Regions from separate parts of the Pan troglodytes genome. Here region 2 is linked to region 1. A link is a contact called in public Hi-C data. All regions are on one chromosome and are shown on one strand. The core of a region is the stretch at or near the end of the contact, and the rest is flanking DNA. Distances in the headings are between cores, read along the strand shown. Region 1 overlaps ZNF318 (zinc finger protein 318). Region 2 overlaps TJAP1 (tight junction associated protein 1).

Evidence for each region. A called contact is a pair of places that touch in the nucleus more often than the background predicts.
Region 2: a Hi-C map of induced pluripotent stem cells shows a contact between it and region 1, with 1.8 times the contacts expected there. The contact joins two enhancer-like sites. A contact is called at or near these places in 3 of 7 Hi-C or Micro-C datasets (induced pluripotent stem cells and stem cell-derived neural progenitor cells).

Annotation. Positions count from the first base shown.
Region 1 is chr5:49,248,491-49,254,793 of NHGRI_mPanTro3-v2.0_pri, forward strand. It overlaps ZNF318 (zinc finger protein 318), which reads right to left. Exons shown (of 10, transcript XM_016955560.4): 3 at 2,895-3,534; 4 at 430-1,911. Among named protein-coding and RNA genes, the nearest start is that of ZNF318, 12 kb to the right of the region's middle. Within about 2 kb of position 1,816, at least 3 of the 24 cell types and tissues checked have an H3K27ac peak or open chromatin away from gene starts, as enhancers often do. A contact at or near this core is called in induced pluripotent stem cells, where this site is marked.
Region 2 is chr5:49,386,558-49,392,476 of NHGRI_mPanTro3-v2.0_pri, forward strand. TJAP1 (tight junction associated protein 1) reads left to right here. Exons shown (of 11, transcript NM_001280172.1): 3 at 4,272-4,369; 4 at 5,375-5,497. The coding sequence starts at 5,399. Among named protein-coding and RNA genes, the nearest start is that of LRRC73, 13 kb to the right of the region's middle. Within about 2 kb of position 3,139, at least 8 of the 24 cell types and tissues checked have an H3K27ac peak or open chromatin away from gene starts, as enhancers often do. A contact at or near this core is called in induced pluripotent stem cells, where this site is marked.

The DNA of each region.
Region 1 (6,303 bases), core at 566-3,065:
TAGTTATTAGCTTTAACTCACATAATCATTACAGGGTAAGAATACAGAATTCACTGGGATCAAACAGGTTTACTGATTCTCCTTCACCACACCCAATTTTGGTTCCCTACTCCGCTACGAAATCATATTGAAGACTTCAAGGCTCCCAGTTCCTATCTACAGTGTTTGAAGACCATTAACTTGGATAGAATTAAACTTAAAAAAGGCTGACAATCACAATAGGACCCAAGGCCAGACTTTTGTTTAGTCCTAATGATAAAACGTGTGAAAAACAGAGGAACAATATACACTTCTTAGGATGATGACAGCAGCCTCCAAACGACTTCAAGTGAAAGAGCCTTACAAATTTTCAGCCCCTTCTAAAAAACATATACAAATTTATGGCAAAACAGAAAACTCAGGCACAGGATGCCCAAAGCTAATATTCACCTTTTGCTTCTGGGAAGCACGGTTCTTCTCATCAGATATCTTCTCTGGATTATATCTTATGAGTGATGGAATGGACACCTGGACAGGCACTTGGGCCGCAGGAATTGAGCCTCGCAGAGACTCTTTCTGCTTAGGCTTATCAGGAGTCACAGTGGGGATCACACGAAGATTGGGACGGCTACGAGTAGCTTGTTTGGTTATTGGCATTATCCTGTGTGGTTCAGGTACAGGGTGGTTTGATGGTTGAGAGGTGGGATACATGGGCCATCTTGAGGCTGCATATGCCATGTAGTGCCTATAGGCATCAAAAGAGGCAGGGGGAATGGCAGGTCCCTGGTAGTTTGGAGGTATCCGAGCTGCAGCAAACTGAGAGGCCCTTGGCATGTGAAACTGAGATAAAGCAGCAGTGTGTGGAAGTCTAATTGGGGCAGATGGGGCTGATGGCAACATGCACCTGACTGCAACAGATGACTGAAACCCACTACCAACCACCTCTGGTCCTGAAATATGACCCACTGGATGGTCAGACTTTAGGAATGGAGGGCTGTTTTTTGTGAGCAGGTAAGGATCCACAGGAGAAGGTGGGTGTGGATGGGACACCTCTGGAGAGTGGGTATTGCTATGATGTGCCTCCCTGCTCTCTAGTCTGTGGGGATCTGAGGAACGTCGATCAGCTGAGAAGCAGTGGTCAACTGAGGAACAGCGGTCAGCTGAGAAGCGGTGGTCAACTGAGGAACAGTGGTCAGCTGAAAAGTATCGGTCAACTGAGGAACGGCGGTCAGCTGAGGAGCGTAATGATGGCTTCTTGCCATGAAGTCGTTCCTGGGTGCGTGCAGCCAATTGACTAATCTCTGCTACTCCAATATCCAGCCCTATTGTCTTGAGCAAGTCATGGATCTTCGCATATTCTGGATTGGTCTCTTCTAGTGATTCTAGCTTTACAGCTGGAGCTGAAGATGGCAGGGAGCTTGCCTTCTGCCTCATAACTTCACTCTCAGAGCTCCCAAGGGGCTTTGGTAGGGATTCTGCCTTTAAATCCTCTTCTTCATCCCCATAGAGAAATTTCTCCTCATCTTCAATGTCGGGAAAGCTACGTCGCCTTTTTTCCTGTGTACTGGTAGAATCAGCCAACATGCTCAGAATGCGGGAAAAACCACTGCCATCCTGGCTAGCTCTCTCATGGGGCAGCAGGAAGTCTGTGTGTCGCTCAGGTCCCTCGGCCTTCAAATCCAAATTATCCTTGTGGCATAGAAAACTTCCAAATTTTTCTCTGAGAGGACTGTTGTCTTTGGGAATCCCAGGAAGGGGACCCCATTGGTAGAGGTTGCCCTGAGGTTCCTTCAAGGCAGTCTCTACCATAGTCCCCTTGTTTTCAATCTCTGAGGCAAAAGCAGCAATAGCACCACTTAGTGGAAGGGATGGGTGCCCAGAGTAGAGAGGGTGATCCTGGCTGGAGCTGGTACTGCTGGAAAAACTCTCAAGCTGCAAAGACAAACACAACTGATTTAGTCTTATGCAGAATCTCAGAACATTAGTAATTGAGATAAATACTTAAATACTTTGGTCTTCCTGAATTAACAGGTGAGATACAAGTATGGACAAAAGGGAGGAAAAGTATCTTTAGCCAGATTCAAAATGTGAATCCCCTTATCTCCAGATGTTTCTGCTGTTGAGGAGCAACAGGAAGTGAGGCAAACTGGATGGAATCCTCACCTTTATCTATTTGTTAAAAGGAATTTGAATTCAAAAGAATTTTAGAGATCCCCTAGCTTGTTTTCTTTTCTATGGATCCCCAAAAGAAAAGGAAAAAAAAAGAGCTGCTTTGGCTGAAGTGGGGAGAGGAAACTCTGGAACGCTAACTCATCAGCATTCCTTTGCTTGGGAACCTCTTCAGAAGCCTTTATCTCCTAAGAGGACAGCTAAAAACTAGTGGTCTTTCCACTAGTGGTCTGACCATCCTTTCACAGGTCAGGGAAAAATATCAAGGCTCAGAATGGTGAGGTGACTTGTCTAAAAATCACAGTAAGTTGGTGGCAGAAGTGGGTCCAAAATCAGAATCACCTGATTTCTAGTCCAGTGTCCTACAACTCATACATCTTGTCTTCTCTCTAAAGAGAGATGAGAAAATTAAGATCACCTCCTCCCCTTGCCCTTCAAGGTTCATTTCCAACAAACCCATACTCAAAGATTGCCAAAGGATAATCCAATTTAAGTAAAAAAACTTACAGTACTCTCCAAAATATCTATTTATTAATATAAAGCCTAATATACAGCAAATAGAACCCTCTACTGATGCATTAAAAGGCCTACAGTTTCGTTTGGAGAGTCCTAGAAGGTGTAGCTCACAATGTCGGTCCAGCACATATTACAAAGATACCATTAGGAACATAGCCCACAGGAAAGTAAGCAGGCTTTAAGATATTAGAGAGACTAGCAAGAGGCCCTACAAGAAATGCAGCAGAGACCTGCATGGAGGGCTCCATTATGTCCACCTCAATCCGCTTCTTCAAAATGGATTTCTTGGGCATCACAGATACTTCCTCAGGCCGATGCAAAGAATATCCTGGCTCCGGTGCTGTTAGGACACCTGACAATCCAGGGATGGAACAGCCAGTACCACCACCATCAACTCCAACCAGCTCCTGACTCAAGCTCCTACTTCGCTCCTCCTCTTCCTCTCGCTTTCGTCTGGCAAGATCCAGTTCTCGAAACTCAGGGTCGAGAAACCTAGGACTTGGGCTTCTTCTACGCTGTCGATAGTTGCGAGTTCCTGATGTAAAACTTGGGTGATCCCCTCCCATGCTGTTTATCTTCACCGTGTCATCATAACGGGGTCTTTTGGCCTCCCGGCTCCTTTCTTCAGATCGTATAGAGTAGCCTTTGAGTTTTTCTCGATTCCGTTCTGTTCCCCGCAACAGCTCATCATGACAACTGATATGGGGACTATAATCAGATCGATGCAGGAAAGTTTCTTTTGTTCGGTAGTCCTCATCAAGTTGTCCCAAGAAGGGACTGAGAGGCCCTTCCTCCTGGGAAATATATCGCTCAAGACCTCGAGAGCACTGGGAGCTTCGAGTGAAGACAGAATCATCAGTCAGGTCATCCCTGAGGAAAAAGAGAAGCATCATTGAACAAATGGACTTGGAAAGAATAAGAGCAGACAAGGCTAAGAGACTGGTGTTTGTCAAGGGGGCTATAAAATGCTTAGGGCAAAAGACTATAATCATGAAGTCCAAGAACATTTCCTCTCCCTTTCCCCAGGGGAACAAGCAGCTTTAGCCTCTAACCAAGAGGTAATATTACCAACATATCCAGATAGATCTCTTGGGTAATTTCTCCGACTAGACTTAGGGCATGCAGAATATCATGGAAGTTACACAACTCCACACAAGCTAAATTCTAGCTCTTTGCTACTCAAAGTGTAGTGCGGACGAAACAGCATTAGCATTACCTGGGAACTTTTTAGAAATATAGCTTCTCAAAGCTCCACCCCAAGCAGATCTGAACTAGAATCTGCATTTTAACAAGATCTCCAGGTGATTTGTCTGTACTTTAAAGTTTGAGAAACACCAGTCCAGATCAATGGGATTTTTTTGTTTTGTTTTGAGATGGAGTCTCGCTCTGTCACCCAGGCTGGAGTGCAGTGATGCAATCTCGGCTCACTGCAAGCTCCGCCTCTCAGGTTCACGCCATTCTCCTGCCTCAGTCTCCGGAGTAACTGGGCCTATAGGCACCAGCCATCACACCCGGCTAATTTTTTTTTTTTTTTCTGATTTTTTAGTAGAGACGGGGTTTCGCCATGTTAGCCAGGATGGTCTTGATCTCCTGACCTAGTGATCAGCCCACCTTGGCCTCCCAAAGTGCTGGGATTACAGGCATGAGCCACCGCGCCCAGCCTGTTTTGTTTAAGACAGAGTCTTGCTCTGTCACCCAGGCTGGAGTGCAGTGGCGTGATCTCGGCTGACTGCAACCTCTACCTCCCTGGTTCAAGTGATTCTTGTGCCTCAACCTCCTCTAAGTAGCTGGGATTACAGGCATGCACCACCACGCTGGCTGACTTTTTGCATTTTTTTAGTAGAGATGGGGTTTCACATGTTGGCCAGGCTGGTCTCGAACTCCTGATCTCAGGTGATCTGCCCGCCTCAGCCTCCCAAAGTGCTGGGATTACAGGCGTGAGCCTCCACACGTGGCTCAGATAAATGGTTTTAAAGCTGTGTTCCAGAGGTTGTAAAGAGTGCTCAGGAGCTACCAAAAGAAAGGAGGTACTAGAAAAGCAGAACCAGCAGGGCTCTCGACCTTCTATCCCAGTTAAATCACACTAATTCCAACTTTAAGTCTGTATATTAAGGTTCTAATAATTCAATTGGGAAAAAAAAGTTTCACTATATGGTAACTTTTAAAAAAACTACTGATTTATCTAATTAGCATGATTTTCTCATAAGATTTAGAAGGTTCTCCAATGCTTTGCCCTGATGGTTCACATATTAAAACCCATAAAGCTCTCTCACAGCCTGTTTTGTCACCCTCTTTGCCCTCTCTGGATATCTACAAGCACTCTGCTAATCTTGGGCTTAGAAAAGAGAAAGTGATGGTTTGGTTCACCATATATTTTTATTTCATTAAATACAAAGGTCTCAGACCTTTGTGGCATGAGGTAAAAATCCAGGATGGGACAGCTATTCTTTTAGCTGAGAATTCTATACCACACCCAATAATGCTAACCTTCTCAGGGGCTATGGCTATGACACAAAACTAAAGTTTCTGATTTAAATCACAGATAGAAATAAAGATCCTCTAGCACTTTATGTATGAAAACTTCTAAGTACTCTGAATAAAAAATAAAAGTTCTTACATGTCACTCACATTCCAGAGTGAATTATCATCTAGAGGATGGTAACTATTAGTGTCTTCTACAGTTTCTAGTAGCTACTTTTGTTTTTTGTGAGTTTTTAGAAATGACTTTTCCTAGTTTTTTTAGTAGTTGCTTTCCTATCTCTGAGACTATGCCAGCAGAATCTCAAAACATTGCCTTTTCTTATTCACCAGCCTGCCTTTGATCAAAGTTGTAGACCTAGGGATAAATTTATGAAAGGTTATCAAGGACAAACTTTATTTACCTTCTCTAACAAGAATGCCACCTGTGGGAATCCAGGTTTCTGTTACCCACCTTCTTCCTAAGAATTTGGGAAATTTTGAGGTTTCAATGCAGTATGAAATAGGAATAAATGGGAATAAACCAAGGATGATTTCTGAAATCAAACTGAGGTAAAAATTTTTCTCTATAGGTCTGTCAGCCATAAACACACCTATTTCCAGAGAGGAATGTTCATGAGTTGAGTCACTCCATTGCCAAAACACCATCTACCATACAAAAAGTCTCTGACCATATTAGTATAGGGAGAAAAATCATAGGCTCCATGAGGAGTGACAAGTTCATTCACACTCCCACATTCAGCTCCCCACCAGAACTATTACATGTCACCATGAAACGGCATACTAGCCCAAGATCTAAACCAGTACTAACTATCAAGAAGCTATAAATGAGATAGCTCTCAAAAAGCTGCAGTCCAGACTTGGAATCTCCAGTAGAATGAGACAGAAAAAAGGCATAAAAACAGTTTTCTTAAAAAAGCTATCACATACATATAGGCAGAAATCAGGTTGCTTATTAGAAGCTCATGTCCTCCTTCCCCAGGACTCCAAAAGGATATGAGAAGAGAACTGGCTGTAGTAAGAGCCCTAAAAAGGGTACAATCTCCTATACCCTGAAAGAGTCCAGCAATGGATACTCCCGGAAAGCCTTGGTTAAGTTCAACTGTTTCCTAAAATAAAGTCTATCTATTTAAAAAAACTGATTGTTGGAGTTAGGTAATG
Region 2 (5,919 bases), core at 1,889-4,388, 140 kb after region 1:
GAACCTCCTTTCCTCTTCTGCATCTCTGACTTTGCCTGAGCTTTAGGCAGAACCCCGGAAAGGATGGCAGAAGGGAAGTGGGACGGCATCTTTGGCTCTTGGGCTGGAAACTTTTTGCTGTTGCTCCTATGGGTGCTTGCTGGGAACGGTAAGATAGTATATTGGGGAGCAGCAGGATTCTGAAGAGTTTTCTCTCTCATACCACTCTGTCTCTAGCAACAGCAATCTTCCACCACGGTGGAAGCCCCTGATCAAATATGCGTACCCACAGAAGGGAGCAGGTATAAGTCCCACCTCCTGGTTAAAGAGTGATGCTTGGCAAATTTTTTGTCCTTTTATTAAAGGACACTGCTCAGCCAGCTTCTGGTACAGATCATGCCTTACACCTATCTCTGTCTACACTCTGCTCAGCTGTTCAGAGGGTTCACAGTGCAGCTCTGCTGTGCGTGCCGAGTCCCATTTCTAATGAAAGTAGACTTTGTTCTCTGAAGGCAGCTAATCGTGCCCCATGGGCTGTAATCAGGGAGAAGGTATTTAATACAGGGCAGGCGGCAACAGGCGGCCTGCACCGACTGGCAAATTGCAACATGGCAATTAGGAAGCTATCACCCCTCTCTCCACCCCAGCAGATATGAAGTAGAGTCTTTCCTTTGAACTGATTTTTGAGTAAGCAAAGAATGAATGCTATGCAGAGCATGGCAGAAGCTGGGGTTGGATGGGGTAGGATGCAGCAGGGGCAGGGAGGGTTGAGGAGAGTCCCTTTTCCTTCTCACTTCACCTTCATGGGATGGGGAAGGGTTGCTGCTACTCTGGGTGTCTCCCTCAACACTGCCTGCAGGTCCAGCCCAAGAAGCCCCAGGCCACGCTAGGTCAGCGAGAGGTTTTAACCTAGGCCTCAACCTTTCTCCCAGGGCATAGCTGTTCTTATAGAACAGACCCAGCACATTATCTGGTAGTCCAACATCCTGAGTCATCTGCCCTCAGTTCCTCAAGGCTTAGGTTTAGTTTGGGGTGGGGGTGGGAGTGGGATTCTTCCTTGTTGATTTCCTTTTTTTTTTTTGAGACGGAGTCTCTGTCTCCCAGGCTGGAGTGTAGTGGCACGATCTGGGCTCACTGCAGTCTCCACCTCCTGGGTTCAATTTTTGTAGAGACAGGGTTTCACCATGTTGGCCAGGCAGCTCTCGAACTCCTGACCTCAAGTGATCCGCCTGCCTTGGCCTCCCACAGTGCTGGGATTACAGGCGTGAGCCACCATGTCGGGCCAGCTCTGTTGATTTCCTGATCTTCCTCCAGAAGACCATTTTCTGGGAGGTGCCCTGGAGCCAGCTCAGCATCCAGAGGCCAGGAGGCCCCAGAGGCTGTCCTTGGCTGCTGCTCGCTCATCATGGGCCATGGCCCATTCTGAGTTGTCCAGCTGCTCTCCTTTGGGACCTTTTCTTCCCCACATGGGATTGGGAGTCCTCCTTGGGCTGAAACACTCCAAGGCAACTTGGGAAACCTTTGGGTGAAGGAGATGTGGCCAGGGGAGGCTGCACCTGGTAGCTGGGTCTTCCTAGAGGGACCACTCTGATGCCATCTGCCTCACCCCTTTACCTTCTCCCAGCTTGCAGGCCAAGTGTCCCGATGCTTCTCTCTTTGTTGTCCACTGCACCATGCATCACTGTCCTCCTTGGGTCTGTCCGGACTTTCCCTGCACACCTTCCTTGCCTCCAGTCAAGGACTGTGGGCTGCCAGGCCCGTTGTATTCCTGTTCATTGCTGGAACTGTGGGCCCCTAATGGGCTGGATTTGGGGCACTCAGCAGATTTCAGAAGTTGGAGCTAGGGCCTGGGTGTTGGGCACACCCTGTGTTTATGGACACAGGGCAGGAAGTGGTTGGTACACATCTCCCTCGCAGCCTGGTGTTGAGGAACACCATGGGCCCCCTGGTGGATTGTCTTCCCAGTGGGCATTGCCTTCTGCTTCCTTAGTTGGGAGTGGTTTCCCATACCTGTAACTCTGACGTGCGTGGAAAGAATAGGCTCTGGCAGAGAGAATAACCTCCCATCACCACCACCCCCATCCCCAGAGAGTCTGTCTGCATTTACTGCCCGTCCCACTGCCAGCCACCTTCTCAGGGTACTCCTTGCCTAGCAAGCCAGATCGCCTCTGGCCATGGAAGCCCTGGGGATAAATATGTGCTGTAGGGCCAGGGAGTGGGGCTTGAGGTCAGGGTGAGGCAGGAGGAGCTAGAGGATGTGTGGCAACTAGAGCCAGGGCTGCAGGGTGTGGAGTGAAGCAGCCTTCCCTACAGGATTGCTGGACACCCAAGTGCGTTCGTGTCCTCCCTGCCTGCCTGCCGTTCATGCAGGTGTCTCGGTACCAAGAGGACAGCACAGGCCTTGCCAGGAATAGGGACAAGGGAGTACAGAGGAATAGAGGAGGGGCACACAAAGGGGCCTGCAGAGAGAAAGGGCTTCCTGAGATGACTGGGGAGCACATAGGGGAAGGGAGCTGGGACCTGGACCCTCTGTAGAGAAGGGGAAAGGCAGAGACCAACTCTCTGAGCTGCCCCTTTACTTTGTAGAAGTTCTTGACTGCTCGCATCTCTCACTCTTCCATCTCTGGCCGTACCCTGTTTTCCAACTCACGCACCTCACACATTTACCCTCTGAGTATCAGAATCCACATACCTAGGTGGGTTTGGGACTTTCTAGGCCTCTCCCTCAGGCCATAGGAGCACCCATCCCGGGCTCCTCTGGAGGGGCAGCCCGAAGGAACCTGTTGGGGTAACTTGTTTGCTCCCCACACCCCGGGAATGTGCCGTCCTTTCAGGCCCGCCCACCCGGATTCCTGTGCAGGGAGTCAGCCGACACAACATGTTGCATGTGCCCTGTGGGGACACGTTCTGCCTCCTGTCAGTGGGAGGAGGCTGGCGGCCGTGCCTGTGCTGCCGCACCTCAGTTCCCCACCGAACCCCAAACCAGGGCCCAGGCTGTCCAGACAGAGGAGGGAGACCACTCCTGCTTCCCCACCCTCCCTACCCTCTCACCATTCTCCCTGCCCCAGGCCCTGTTGGAATGTGACAGGAGTCATGGCCAGGGCATGTCCCGACAGTGGGAACACATGCTTTAGCCCGCAAGGCTTCCCTCAGCCTCCAGCTCTGTTTAGGTTGATGGGGGCGGGAGGAGATTGTTTTTTCTGCCCAGAAGGCCACCTGAGGTTACTGCCTGATCACTGGTGGCTGCTGCCCCCGTGCTGCAACCCAGCTAATTACAGGTGGGGGCCAGGGAGGGGTGCGCGCCCATCTCTGAACCTCAGGAGGCCGGAGGGGCTCTCACAGGTCACTCAGTCCAGCCACCTCTGTGTAGATAAGGAACTGAGCTATCCAGTGAGGAAGGGCATTACACAGGGCCCCACAGTGTCAGTGCTGAGCCTGGAGCCCAGGTGTCTCCACCTCCCCCGACTGGGGTTTTCTTCGCGAGTGTTCCTCAGCCTTGGCACTCTGGATATTTTCTATTGGGAATCATTTGTGGTGGGAGTTGTCCTATGGTTGTGGGATGACCAAAGCATCCCCGGCTTCTACCCACTAGGTGCCAGTGGCACTCCTTCCCTCCAGGTTTCGACAACCAAAAATGTCTCCAGACACTTGCCAGACGTCCCTGGGGAAGGAGAGTGGGCGCCAGACGTCCCTGGGGAAGGAGGGTGGACAGAATTGCCTTGTTGAGAGCTACTGCTCTGTGTTGCTCCCTTTTCAGATTTCTTCTCCTAGCCCTATGCCTCCTCATTGCAAAGGCCGGTGACCATCATTATACACCAAATAGCCTTGGGCCTCCTTCTGGAAATGCTAGGTGCTCTCTTTCCATCATTTTCTCTATCTTCTTGGATCTCTGTGAGGCTTTTTCCTGGTGTTCTCATTTGTAACCCATGCTCCCCAAATCTCTTAGTTGTTTCCAAACTCTGAGAGGCTTGGGAGATGAGGACCGATGTGGAGTAGGGACAGGACGGAACCGGACCTATTCCAGAATTGGGCAATGTGCTGAGACCATGAACACACAGACACACGTATCTCATCTGGGCCTGTGACAGTACTGTCATGGAGAAAGGCAGGAACCCAGTGTTTCCAGTCATCTGCCTCCAGCCGCTTTCCCCTCAGGCCCTCTGTTTCATGGCCTTCCTGCCGTGGTTCTCCCTGGGGGGCCTTCCAGGTCCCAGACTGGGCAGCAGGCCTGTAGCACTGACAGACAGGCGGCTGACACCTGGTTTCCACTTTCTTCTCTTCTCTGGTTTCAGGAGCTGTTGGCTAAAGGAAGTGGAGGGGCCGTGGGATGCGGAGAGCCGAGGGCTAACTCCCGGACAGCGGAACAGAGAGAGCTGCCGACAAACAGACGGTATGTCCCTGATGAGGCCTGTGCCCTCAGCCTGGCTCTCTTCTGGGGAGGGGCAGGTGAGGGGGCAGCCAAGTGTTCTCTCTCGGTGGGGGCTGGTGAAAAGAGTGGTGGAGGCCACAGGGGTTTGGTCATCAGTGGCTGAGGCCAGAGAGCTCTCTTGGGCCTTGAGACTCCCACTGGGGATCCTGGATTGTATCCCCAAACTCACATTTTTGGTTATGATTTTTTTTTTAAACTAACATTTATTCAACATTTCCTAAGTGCTTTACATCATCTTCCCAACAACCCTATGAAGTTGGTGCTATTCTTAACTGGAATCAGTAGCTCACACCTATAATCCCAGCACTTTGGAAGGCCAAGACAGAGGGATTGCTTGAGCTTGAGAGTTTGAGCCTGGGCAACAAAGTGAGACGCTGTGTACAAAAAATAGCCAGGTGCAGTGGCACATGCTTGTGGTCCGAGCTACACAGAAGGCTGAGGCAGGAGGATTACTTGAGCCCAGGAGGTCGAGGCTGCAGTGAGCCAAGATTGCGCCACTACACTCCAGCCTGGGCAACAGAGCAAGACCCTGTCTCAAAAAAAAGAAAAGAAAAAAAGAAATTGATGCTGTTTTATCGCTAATTTAGAGTTGAGAAAAGTAATGCATAGAGAGCAGTTTTACCTTCTGAGGCCTTCAGAGCCCACAAAGGAGAGTGGTAAGGAGGGTGGTGGGCTGCTTTGAAGCTCCCTGTCCCACTCTTAGAACCTAGGTGTTCAGGCCCTAGGCCCTGCCTTTCCCACCCATCTGTTCCCCGTTGGACCCATGCCCCACCCTCCAGCACTCCTTTGACCTATGGGGACTGACACACCTAAGTCCTGCCCCTCTAGTGACTCCAGTAATGGCCCAGGCCTGTCAGCCTATGTGGTGGCCTCAACATATGTCCCCTTTCGCCATCTTTGTTTTTTCTCAGTCCAGAGTCCTTCTGGCCACATCTCTGAGCCTGCCTCCTTCTTGCTTCTCAGCAGGCGGAGGAGCCGTCATCTCCCAGAATGACTAGTGCCGCCCCTGCTAAGAAACCCTACCGTAAGGCACCACCAGAGCATCGGGAGCTGCGTTTGGAAATTCCTGGATCCCGGCTTGAGCAGGAGGTCAGCAAGACTGGTATCCCAGCCTGACCGGCAGAGGCAAGGCCCCTGAGGCTGGGTGTCTGGCTGACTTCTCCTGCCTGAGCTTCTGGTCCTGAGTTGGGGTGAGAGTGGGCCTTGCTGTTGCAGGCCTGAGGTCTCCTAGCCGCAGTAGTGCAGGTGGGGGCAATGTAGGCTCAAGGGGGACTGTCTGTGAGTATATGTCCACATGTCAGGGAACCCCTGAGTCTTCGTAGCTTAGCAGAAATGATCCCATATGATATTCTCCCTGCAAGAGGCAGCCCAGTAGACTGAGGGGTCCTAATCTGCTGGTGGTTGGGACTCTGGTCCTCCGTAGTGTAGAGCCATTCAACCTGTGGCCCCTTTGGGGCATATCAGGAGGCAGTGCTACAGCCACTTCCCACCAGCACAGCTGCTCTTCATTG